Regions from separate parts of the Mus musculus genome. Here regions 1, 3 and 4 are each linked to region 2. A link is a contact called in public promoter capture Hi-C data. All regions are on one chromosome and are shown on one strand. The core of a region is the stretch at or near the end of the contact, and the rest is flanking DNA. Distances in the headings are between cores, read along the strand shown.

Region 1 (2,700 bases), core at 130-2,629, 2.2 Mb before region 2:
TCTTCCCCTCTGAATGCCTCAAGATGGCAAAAATCTCCACCCACCAGTTACAGCCAACTGGTCCCTCTCCATTTTTTTTTTTTTTTGGTTTGTTTGTTTAAAAACAAAAACCTTTTGTAACCTAGGATATCCTCAAAGTCACTATATAGCTGAGGCTGGCCTTGAACTGATTCTCCTTCCTCTGCCTCTCAAGTGCTGGGATTATAGGAGTTGACAACCCTACTCCTTTTCCATATTCTTTATACTTCATCTTAAGTATTCACACTATAAGTAATGTTACTGTAGGCTTTGTGCCAGCCACAGGGTCAGTTGGCAGAGAAATACTGTTTCTACTCTCAGGAAGACCTTACCCTAACTAGGGAGACAAAACACGGATATTACACATAAAAAAACGAGATGGTTCTTAACAACTACCAGGTGCCAGTTCACATTGAGCCTCAGTTTCCCCTTCTGTAAAGTAATGGATGATACCTATTCTAAAATTACAGCAGACTCCAGGATCCAGGGGAGAGATTCTTTTCTCTAGGGTGCATCTTCATTCCCATGCCCCAGAACCCTAGGAACTCGCTTTACTTACCAGAACGTGGGAAAGTGATCCGGTCTGGGCGGGCCAGAGCACCTCCTAGAGGGGGAATCGAGAAAGGGCAGCAGAGAGAGTCAAGTTTTCTTCACCTGGGCAACTCCAAGGGGAGGCCCATCTGAGACTTCCGGACAGTTTATAGGAAGGGGTAGAGGAGCCGGAAGGAGGTGCGTGACCTCGCCGAAAGGTCGCCTTCCCTGGCTGTGAGTGGGAGGGACAGTGTGGGACAGCCCGAGAGGAGGCCGAGGCTCGACGGGGCGGCGGTCGCAGGGGTCGTGGGTCACCAAGGAGGGCGCGGGACGGCGGGCAGTGACACCGGGGCGGGGACTCTTACCGAGGAGGAGGAAAAGAAGAGGGAGGGCCGATAGCATCCTGGGTTGAACAGGGGTGCCGGCAGGGTCCCGGGGCGCCTCTTGTCTACCTGGCAGGAAGCTCCTCGCCGGGTGGGGGCTGCATAGCCCCGGTGCGACCCAGGCTCGGGGTGCCAGGGCTGGACGCACGGCGGAGAGGAACAGGCGTGACGCCTCTTGCTAACTTCAGAGTTGATCGCTCCTTACCAGTGCCCGGCGGTGCTCGCCCGGAAGGCCGCGAGCGCCCCGGCCAGGCCCGGCCGCACCTGCCGGGCTCGACGCTGCGTCCTCCGCGGACCAAACTTTGTGGACTGCCCGTCCCCGAGCCGGCGTGCGGCTCGGTCCCCGCGGCCCTTAGGGGACGGCGGCTTTGCACAGCTCGCGGTGCCCCAGCGGACCCCGGCCGAAGCCCAGCAGCCGGCGACGAGGGGCGCGGCCAGCTTGGCCCCACCCCTGCCAGTCACCGCGCGGCCACGCCCACCTGCGCTCAGCTCCTTTCCGGGTTGCTTTTGCCGTCACGCTCCGGATCGCCCTTTGGCTGCCGCCTGCGTTATCTTTCAGATGTGTCTTGTCAAAGGATGTCTGCTTTTCCCGCCGTAACTGCTACGTGTCTTTGGACCCTTAAATCCTCAGTACTTTTTCTTCACCCAGCGCCTTAGATCCCGTAGCGCTTCTGGTAGTAAGCCTTTACTGAACCAATTACCAGGCGCTATTATAATTATCTGTTACAATGTTTATTCATCACTCCCGCCCCCGCCTCAGCTTTGGAAACTGACACTTCCTGTAGGCTGGGGCCTAGACTGGGTACCTTTGTCCCAAGAGTGTTGCTTGCTCTCCTGCTGAGATGCAGTGATCTCTACGAATGGTAAAGACATAATATGGCTTCACTTGCTGGATCCGTGAACTTGAGAAAATTACTCCTCCGTTCAAGCAGTCCTGTAAAAATTGAGGGTCATGATAGTGTGACTCCCTCCTATGGTACTTGTGAACATTTAGGGTAACATTGTAGATTGAGCCCTAAGCACGTTGGCAGACATAGGAAGTGAGGTGTTTCTATCTGATAGCAACAATTATTCTCAGTTACAGGGTAGTATTATTAAATTTTGTGGGTTTCCGGTTTCCTGTGGCACAGGTGGGTAATATTTACAAAAGAATAACAAGTTGAATATTTTTTTTCACATTTCAGGCTTATACCTAAGTACATTTAGTATACATATAGTAAATATTTAACAGCGAGATGTTTGTTCCTCTTGTCAACAGTCCTGTGAGGTAGTCTATGGTTACTTCCATTTTACAGATAAGGAAGTGCTGGCATGGAGAAGTTTAGTAATACCTTCCCCAAATCTGAATATTCAAATCTGAATGGCTCCCACTGTTTTAAACAATTTGAGCACCAACATAGTGCCACAGGTGGGAAATTCCATACAGTAAAACTTTGTTTCATCTTCAGCATTGCTAAAAATACTTGATTAAATTTATCATCAGGCTACTTGTGATGTGTATATGAAACATGAATAAATGCCATCTACCTGTGTGCTGTGGCATACATTGCAACTTGTGTGTGTGTGTGTGGATGAATGATTAAAATAAATGTCAACAAATATTTTCAGTGCTTCTAGAGAATCACTCACCATCTGCTAGGTATTAATCATAGCATTTTGCATATATTATCTCACTGAAAGGTGACCACACCTCTGAGAAGTCAGTGTTGGAAACTGAGTCACAAATAGTTGAGATACCTTGTTTCTAAATCAAACTCTTGGCATATAA
Region 2 (2,928 bases), core at 50-2,549:
TTGTTTCTGGATAGGTTTGATAGCCAGCCCAGGAGATCTACTGTTCTCTGCCTTTCCAACACTGAGATAACAACTGCCTAGTCATGGGCTGGAGATAAGGCTCAGTGGTAAAGAGCACAATTTATTATTACAGAATTGAACTCAGGTTCAAACCCTAGCACCCACATTGTACATCACAATTGCCTGTAACTCTAGTTCACGAAGATGACTCCGTCTTCTGGTCTCCAGGGGAGCCAGGTATGTGTGTGTGTGTGTGTGTGTGTGTGTGTACAAACACACATATACAAATATTCAAACACAAAAATAAACCTTTTTCTAAATTAAGCTAAAACAATGTCTGCCACCCCACACAGCTTTGCCTTAAATTTATGTGGGTTCTGGGAATCTCAGAATCTCATGCTTTCACAGCAAACACTTTACTGAGCTACCTCCCCATTTCTTGCACATTTTCTTTTAAAAAAAAAAAAAAGAACAAATTTATTATATGTATATGAGTACACTGTAGCCGTCTTCAGGCACACCAGAAAAGGGCAACGGATCCCAATTACAGATGGATATGAGTAACCATGTGGTTGCTGGGAATTGAACTCAGGACCTCTGGGAGAGCACTGAGTGCTCTTACCTGCCGAGACATCTCTCCACTCATCCTGAACATTTTTAAAGAGTGCTCCCTCACGCTGAAAAAGATGGTTCCCTAATTAAGATGTTTGTCTTAGAATATGCCTGAATTCCCAGAACTCGGATATTGAGGCAGGAGGATTGTGAGTTGCAGAACCACATAGTGAAACTCCACTCTCCTTTCACACACTTTGTATAGAAAGAAAGAAAGAAAGAAAGAAAGAAAGAAAGAAAGAAAGAAAGAAAGAAAGAAAGAAAGAAAGAAAGAAGGAGGGAGGGAGGGAGGGAGGGAGGGAGGGAGGGAGGGAGGGAGGGAGGGAGGGAGGGAGGGAGGAAGGAAGGAAGGAAGGAAGATAATATTTAACTTAGAAAATCTGGGGCCTTAAGGGCAGAAATCTATGATACAGTGCTTGACCGTATGTGCAAGGACCAGAATATACAATCAACCAGACTAACAGTCTGTTCACTCCTTCCCGTCCATCCATCTCTCCACGCATACACCCACCCGTCAAACACTCACACTTGTTCTAGCCCTGCTATTTTAAATGCGTTGTCACTAACGACTTAAAGAAACAACATGGCGGGTCTGCCAGCTACCAACATGGCAAACACAGCCTCAGCGCTCCCGGAAACACGAGAGAGAACTACCGTGAGGATTACGTCCGGCTGGTTCGCCAACCGGAAGTGGCTTTTCATCTTGGCTCTATCCGGCTGGCCTTCGGGCGTCCTCGTGAGAATTAGATGTTTCTTAGTTCTAGGCTGGGGAGGTGCTAGTCCGCCGCGCCTGATTCGAGCCGAGTCCGCGCTGGGAGCTAGGATGTCGGACACGTGGAGCTCTATCCAGGCCCATAAGAAACAGCTGGACTCGCTTCGCGAGAGATTGCAGCGGCGACGGAAGCAGGACTCTGGGCACTTGGGTGAGGTGCGGGGTGGTCGGGGCGGGCCTGGGCGGGGCGAGAGACTCCTGGAGAGGAAGACAGCCCCGGGCTCTGCGCCCTTTCCGGAGCAGCCCTTTATTGGACTCCTCGATTGTTGGTTACCCCATCTTTCCCGAGTAGCTGAAACGCATGCCCACCTGCGGGAAAGCTTGCAGTGCCTCCTCCCGGGCGTCGGTTTTTCAAGCGTAACACCACACCAACATGGGTCCACTCCTCTCCTTGGGTCCCATTCCAGTCCTGTCTAGGAGAATGTTGCGTCCGTGAAGCCTCTCAGTACCTTATTCCGAGAGCCAGCAAAACCCGTTTTGTTGCTTCTGTGCCTGTTTTACCTTAGTTGTAACGTTTGCTTTGTCACTGTCTTTTCTTTCCCATGTGGGCGGGGAGCAAGGATTGCTTCTGTATATCTATCCCCAGAGCCCGGTTTAGCAGCCACAACAGGGTCCTCACTAGGACCTTCTCACTAGGACCTTAATGAATGAGTAGTGCAAGTGTTTACAAACGTAGCAAGAATCTGAAAACACTTGATTTTGGTCTTTAAACATTTTCCCCCTCCCCCTTGTATGACAAAGTTAGAAAAATTGAAGGCACTTAAAAGAGTACTACCCTAATAGCCTTCTCCAGCACAAGCTCAATTATTTAAGGTAAACCAGTTGCAAAGCTCTGCGAGAATACCGAATCCATACTACATGTGTGGGTAGCATGTCAGTGCTTTGCAGTATTCACAGCTCACAACAGCAGACCTTGGTGAAATTCAGTCTCACCGTAATTTGTGAACATTTATTGCATATCTACACTACTCATGGGTTTCGGCAAAAAGAAGACACTGCTGTTACCTTAAAGGAGCTTAAAAATCTATGTGAGAATCAAAGAAGATTAGAAGAAAAAGCAGGGAGAAAAACCCTTCATGGTGGCTCATGCCTGTAATCCCAGCACTTTTTTTTTTAAAAGATTTATTTATTTATTATATGTAAGTACACTGTAGCTGTCCTCAGACACTCCAGAAGAGGGAGTCAGATCTTGTTACAGATGGTTGTGAGCCACCATGTGGTTGCTGGGATTTGAACTTCAGACCTTCGGAAGAGCAGTCGGGTGCTCTTACCCACTGAGCCATCTCACCAGCCCATCCCAGCACTTTTTTAAACAAGAGGGATATCTGTGAGTTTGAGGCCAGCCTGGTATACACAGTGAGTTCCAGGACAGCCAGAACTACCTAGAGAGACCCTGCCTCAAAACAAAACAACAAAGCCAAAAAAAAAAAAAGAAAAGAAAAAGAAAGAAAGTGTCACAGCTACAGTATTATATATGTAAGATGCTAAATGAATGGGTCCACAGTCGCTACAATGACTAAGAAATGGGGCAAGCTTAATGGGGA
Region 3 (2,965 bases), core at 159-2,658, 2.1 Mb before region 2:
TCACGAAATGACTTCATAGGCACGCTCTTCCTATCATTTAACCCTGTCATTAGCATGGACCTAGGGCCGTCTGCCAAGCTGAACTCACTTTTCTCTTCAGAAACCCTTCACTCAATGTGTCTCTTTGCTAAACTTCATCTCATTGTATAATGAAATATAGGGTTTTTTTTCTCCCTCACTCTTGATTTTTGAGGCAAGGTTTCACTATGTAGCCAAGGCTATCCCCTAGCTCTCAGTGCTTCTGCCTCGTGAGTGCCGATTGCAGGCATGCGTCACTACTCTCTTTTAATTTTGCTTTTTTTAAAGTTTTATTTTTATGTGCTTGGGTGTTGTGTTTGTATGTATGTCTGTGCACCATGTGGGTGCCTGGTAAAGGTGGAAGTGAAAAGATGACATTGGATCCCCTGGAACTGGAGTTACAAGCAATTGTGAGTCACCCTGTGGGTGTTGGGAATCGAACCCATGTCCTCCGGAAGAACAGGCACCGCATTTTAAAGGCATCCTTCAGTCCATAAGTTTTTTTTTTTTTTTTTTTTTTAAAGAGAAAAAGACTTCTCTGTACTGAGTCTGCCATTTCAGACTTGTAGGGATCTTCGGTGTTCTTTTCAGCAGCTTTTCAAAGAATTCCTTGTACATTTGCAAACGAATTGTCAAAATACACTCACCACACATGTGAGAGTTTTATCCTTCTGAGAGGATAAAAGTCATACATACTTCCAAGCCCAGAACAGCCCACGTTAGTATTTCCTTATACCTTCAGGATACGATCCTGACAGCTAACTTTCCTTAGCCAATTACTATTTCTTGATTGATACACAGGGTCTCATTCTGTAGTTCAGGATAATCAAGGATTCCTTACATAGCACTAACCTCACAGCAATCCCTCTGCCTCAGCTCTCCAAACCTAAAACCTCAGGGGTGAACTAACACCCGGCTACACAGTCAGGCAAAGGTAGAGCTGCAGTCCTCCAACTCAAGTAAAAGGTTCACTATTTTCCCAGACACGCCCCCAACCCTTACCCCGGTGGTCTCGGAGGAAAAAAAACAAAAACAAAAAACCCTTGACATCAAGGCTCACCCGCGAAGGACCAGTCAGGGAGCTCCGTGAGGGGCCCATAGCCGGAAGGGTTGGCAGCCAGCCCTTGCCTGGGTGGGGGAGACAGTGTGGGTGAGGACGCGGCGGGATACTAGGTCCCGCCGCGCCCCCGCCCGGCACGGCACTCACTGGAGTCGCCACTGGCCACCGGCCCGCGCCACTACGCTGCAGTGCAATCTCCGGACACCTAATGGAAGAGCAGGGAGTTAGAGGGCTGGTCGCCCCGCGGCTCCCGTGTCCCCAACCCCACAATCACTCACTGGACAGCCAGGTCCCTAAGGCAGCCATGCCGGAGCAAGGGAACCGGAAGTGGGCGTGGCCCCGGCAGCCACGCGGGACGCTGCCGGGAAAACCGGAAGCCGACATCTTGAATGTGGTTTTCAATCGCCGGTCCCACCATCTTGCGTTATCGTACGGAAGTGGGAGTCAGCTGTGGGCTGAGTGTTCTGAACAGGAGGAACTGCCCCGCGCGTGCATCTTGCACCCTCCGAGGTGGTTGAGATACCTGTGACCGAATCCTTCGCAGCTGTTTCCAAGTCCTTTCCCGGACGTTCTCCAGACTTGGGAAATTTAGGGTAACTCAGAAGTGTCGCATCCAACGAACCTCATTGTGCAGCCTTCTGCTTCATTTTAACGTTTGTTTTCTGATATGATCAAGTGTAGAACGAGTTGGAAAAATTTGGTTCTCATCCAACGGAGTCGAAGAAGTGGTGAATGGGTTAGGAGATTATAGGGGTAGCTAAAAAACAGTCCAGATAAGGCATTTGAGTCTAGGAAGACAAATGATCACAGACATGACTAATAGTGCAGCCCAGTGGTGGGAAGGGAAGTATATGTCATTTGCAAGACTATGTATGGAAGCACGGATCTGAGGACACTGTTAAACATTTTTTTGAGGAAGTTGTACTGGTGCCAGTTATTATTTTTTTTTTTTTTTAAACAAGGTCTCACCATGTAACTATGGTACTCAGTATGTAGCCTAGGTTGGCATCGAACTCATTGAGATACATCTGCCTCTGCTCCCGAATGCAGGGATGTAAGGTGACTCTGATTCTAATTTTAAACCACACATTCTCATGAGTTAGGTATACTTTTTGAGTGGATTAAACCTGGAAACTGAAGTGCTCCCAAACCAAACCTGTTGAATCCAAACATGATGCTACGATGGAGAATTACACACCCGAAGTCATGACGGAATTTTTGTCAAAAAAAATCAGGTGCACTAAGGGCTGGCGATGATGCTGTGGTGGAATACTTGTCTAGCATGCTTAGACTGTGGATTCATCCTTAGCATACTCAAAAATAACATTCAGCATGAAAGAATTTTATGCTTAGAATTCAGGTCCATCCCCAACAAACATATATTCAAATGTTCCCAAATCAGGCATTTCTGTATTAAGGGCCCAAGAGTTGGACAGATTCCCTGGTAGGCAGACAGATAAAAGACCATGACTAGATAATGATGAATTTCCACGATGTCTGGTTTCTTCCTCTCCTCCTAGCCTGAGACAAAAGCCTGGCAGCATAAAACAAAGAATCTTGTGGGCTTTCTCTCCCTCCCAGTAGATCTGCTGATAGACTGACTCCAGGAATTCAAGGCTGGATTGGTACATGTTCCAAGACAGTTGTGGGCCAATCAGCCATCCTTTTTCTCTTTAAATTTACCAACCCTAAATTAGGGGAGGAAAACTTCAGAGACTTAAAAACTCCAGCCTTGGAAAAGGACTAGATTTTCAGTCTTCTGAGTCCCCCTTCTTGGCTTTGCAAAGGCACTTTTCTCTGTGTGTGATGCATGTATATGTTGCTTCACCCTTCAATAAAGCCTTTCTTCAGTTGCTGATTCTGTCTGAGCTGTTTGCGATGTTGGAG
Region 4 (3,015 bases), core at 402-2,901, 2.8 Mb before region 2:
TTCTCTTCTCTCCTCCTCCACCCACTTGTGTTTTCCCCTATCTCCGGGGCCCCTTTCTTTTGGTCTCTCGCTTCTTCCTTCCCTCTATTCTTTGAGATGGTCTCATTTATTCTGGACCCGTCTCTGGTCTTCCTGGTTTTTCTTTCCCACCCTGACCCCTTCTCTCTCTAGATTGTTTACATATGAAGGGCTGTTCTCTCTCAGAGTTGCTCTCTCCTCTGAGATACACAAATCTAAGTCAGACCATTGCCCCCCCCCATGTCCTCCCCAACCTTTTCTTTGAATCAAAACTTCACCAAGGGTGGGGGTTTGGTGTCCTGAGGAATCTCCTGGAATCTGAGTGGAGGGGAGAAAGGAAATGCATAAGAAGTGATTGGGTGGCCAGACAAGGCACTGCCTGAGCCACTTGGGGCTCACTGGCCCCAAGGGAAAGCTGCAGGAAAAGTACCCTCCACTCTTACCTCCCAGAACCTACCTAAGTTCTTGCCTACTTTGATCTTCCCTGAGGGAGAAAAGGGGAGCGAACAACAGGAAACTCCCCGTGCTCCCTCTCCTGCCCTCCTCAACCAGTCCCTCTCCCAACCACCAAGGATGGCACGCCAAGCCAAGAGTATTGAGAAAAGCAACGAAAAACCATCTGGTGCAACCAAGCCCGCCCCTCTTCAGATTCTGCCACTCACCTCTCTACCCTTCTCTGCCCCCCTGAAAATTTATTTGGTTGGTCTGGACTCACTTGTGGCCTTTGATTAAATTCCTAAGGGGACTGAAGAAGACATTTCTGCAGAGGGTTAGAGGCGCTGCAGCAAGCGAGGACCCCAGTCCTCAGCTCTGACAGTTGTGGGGCGAACACGTTGAGGGCTGAAGGGCAGCAGATGCTGTCACAAGTCTAGTTTCTAACCCCTCGCGTAGACTCCTGCGAGATGGGAGCTAACGGGGAATCAGAGGAAGCCGCTGCCCCACACAGGGCAGGGCAGAGGTGGGTGTCAACCCCGGACGAGAGTTGGGGGGAGAGCCTGTTTGAGATTATGGCTGATCCCTGGGACTAACTTTCCCTCTGGGGACAGAAAGCTGTACAAGAGGGGACTGTGGAACCCCGGGGGACTTTCCTACCCTGCATGAGGCAGAGGCAAGCTGCCTGCCAATCAATCCCTTCCTCAAGGAATGGCCTTGCCCAGGAATGCCCACCACACACACACTCTTCTTATTTTTCTAGTCAACCTCTGTTTACTCCCTGGCCTGCCTTCCTCCTGCCTCCCTTCCTTCCTTCCTTCTCAATCTTTACTTCTGATTTCTATTTCATGGAATTTGGGATTGAAGTTATACAACAGTGCCGCCAACATCAAGTCTTGCAGGAAAAAAAAAATAACAAAGAAATTTAACAAAAAAAAGTATATTAATAAAAAAGTTCCAAAAAGGGGGGGACTGTCATCTCCTTTGGGGTGCGATGGCTTCTGACTCAAGCTCTCTGAGTGCCACCTGGTGGGGTGGATGAAAAGTGAGGCCCCTGGGGGAGCCACAATCATGGAACAATTCTAGGCTCCTTTACCAAAGTGCCAGAGACAGGCCAGAGGTCAGAAATGTCAAGACGACTCAGCAGGGAGGCCCTAGAGGGGCGGGGTCCCGTGATAGAGGCGGGGAAGAGGGAAGGGCCCCGAACCGAGCACCAACCCCAGCTCTGTCCCATACCAGGAAGTGCTGGGTGGGGGGTAGAGGAGCAAAGTTGACACCGAAGCCAGGTGAGCTTGGGACTGGGAAACTAGTGCCTTCTGAAGTGGGAATGGGGGCAAGAAATCTCGCGAAGGGAATAGTACAGAGAACCAGAAGGAAAACTAGAGAGGAGAAACTGGTCCGGGAAGAAGAGCGAGAAATAGACTGGTCTGTAGCGCAGGCTCAGTAGAAACAGCCACAGGGTGGAGCAAGGACGCATGCGTAGTGGGGATGTCCTTGCGAGGCGGGAGGGTGGCCCCCGGGTACATGTGGGAGGTAAAAGTGGGCACAGTTTTAGGGCGGCGGTGGGACGCAATCCCTTCGAGATCTTGGCACAAGGCAATTCTATCCAACCGGCTAGAACGTGTTGAAATAAAGTCTTTTCAACTCCCGGGCTCTGTCCCCAGGATGGTGGTGCATTCGTTGAGACTTCAGGACCTAATCGAAGAGATTCGCGGGGCCAAGACGCAGGCCCAGGAACGGGAGGTGATCCAGAAGGAGTGCGCCCAAATTCGGGCCTCCTTCCGCGATGGGGATCCCCTGCAGAGGCATCGCCAGCTGGCCAAACTGCTCTACGTCCACATGTTGGGCTACCCCGCCCACTTTGGACAGGTACTGGCCTGGGATGGCTACAAATTTTGAGGAAGATGGCCAGTGCGCCCCTTTGTGTTTGTACCCAGGCTGTGGTTTTTGTTTTTTTGTTTTTGTTTTTGTTTTTTTCCTCCAGTTTTTTTGTTTCGAAACAGGTTCTCTATAGCCCGGACTGGGAACTCGAGAAAACCCTGCCTCCGTTTCAGTGTAGGGACTTTCAGGCATGCCCCGCCCTACCCAGCTAAATCCTTTAGTTTCTGAACCTTTTATCACCCTACTAGTGATTTCTTGCCAGCCCCGTTCAGCACCTCCCCATCCCCTTTCCAGACTCCACTCCTACACAGGTCCCTGAAACCTGCCTGCTGTCATCTGGATCCACACTTAAGCTTCTGGTTACAGAGAGAGTGATGAAATATGATCCCTCACAAGTTAATCTGGCCTAAAGGAGATTGTAGCCCGGAAGTTAGTGCCCTGTGGTTTCACACTGCCCTCCTGGTCTGCCTCCTTCCCTATAGATGGAGTGCCTGAAACTGATCGCCTCCCCCAGATTCACAGACAAGAGGGTGGGCTACCTTGGGGCCATGCTTCTATTGGATGAGAGGCACGATTCCCATCTGCTCATCACCAACAGCATCAAGAAGTGAGAGGGTTCTGGGGCACTTGAAATCAGGGCGCTGGGAGAGGGGGAACTGCAAAATTCCAGCGGGCTACCTGCTA

Evidence for each region. Promoter capture Hi-C pulls out the DNA fragments that hold promoters and counts their contacts.
Region 1: a promoter capture Hi-C map of liver shows a contact between it and region 2, with 4 times the contacts expected there. The contact joins the promoter of Lrp10 here to the promoter of Mettl3 in region 2. A contact is called at or near these places in 2 of 39 promoter capture datasets (hippocampal neurons and liver).
Region 3: a contact with region 2 is called in a promoter capture Hi-C map of liver, with 3 times the contacts expected there. The contact joins the promoter of Mrpl52 here to the promoter of Mettl3 in region 2. A contact is called at or near these places in 4 of 39 promoter capture datasets (cranial neural crest, hippocampal neurons, liver and 1 more).
Region 4: a promoter capture Hi-C map of pre-B cells shows a contact between it and region 2, with 6 times the contacts expected there. The contact joins the promoter of Ap1g2 here to the promoter of Mettl3 in region 2. A contact is called at or near these places in 2 of 39 promoter capture datasets (cranial neural crest and pre-B cells).

Annotation. Positions count from the first base shown.
Region 1 is chr14:54,462,826-54,465,525 of GRCm38.p6, reverse strand. Lrp10 (low-density lipoprotein receptor-related protein 10) reads right to left here and starts at 1,379. Exons shown (of 7, transcript NM_022993.3): 1 at 915-1,379; 2 at 578-622. The coding sequence starts at 951.
Region 2 is chr14:52,303,495-52,306,422 of GRCm38.p6, reverse strand. It overlaps Mettl3 (methyltransferase like 3), which reads left to right and starts at 1,299. Exons shown (of 11, transcript NM_019721.2): 1 at 1,299-1,535. The coding sequence starts at 1,436.
Region 3 is chr14:54,425,352-54,428,316 of GRCm38.p6, reverse strand. It overlaps Mrpl52 (mitochondrial ribosomal protein L52), which reads right to left and starts at 1,408. Exons shown (of 5, transcript NM_026851.2): 1 at 1,357-1,408; 2 at 1,226-1,283; 3 at 1,079-1,146. The coding sequence starts at 1,384.
Region 4 is chr14:55,105,229-55,108,243 of GRCm38.p6, reverse strand. It overlaps Ap1g2 (adaptor protein complex AP-1, gamma 2 subunit), which reads left to right and starts at 1,651. Exons shown (of 22, transcript NM_007455.5): 1 at 1,651-1,736; 2 at 2,115-2,319; 3 at 2,814-2,938. The coding sequence starts at 2,116. It overlaps Jph4 (junctophilin 4), which reads left to right. Exons shown (of 6, transcript NM_177049.5): 6 at 1-1,418.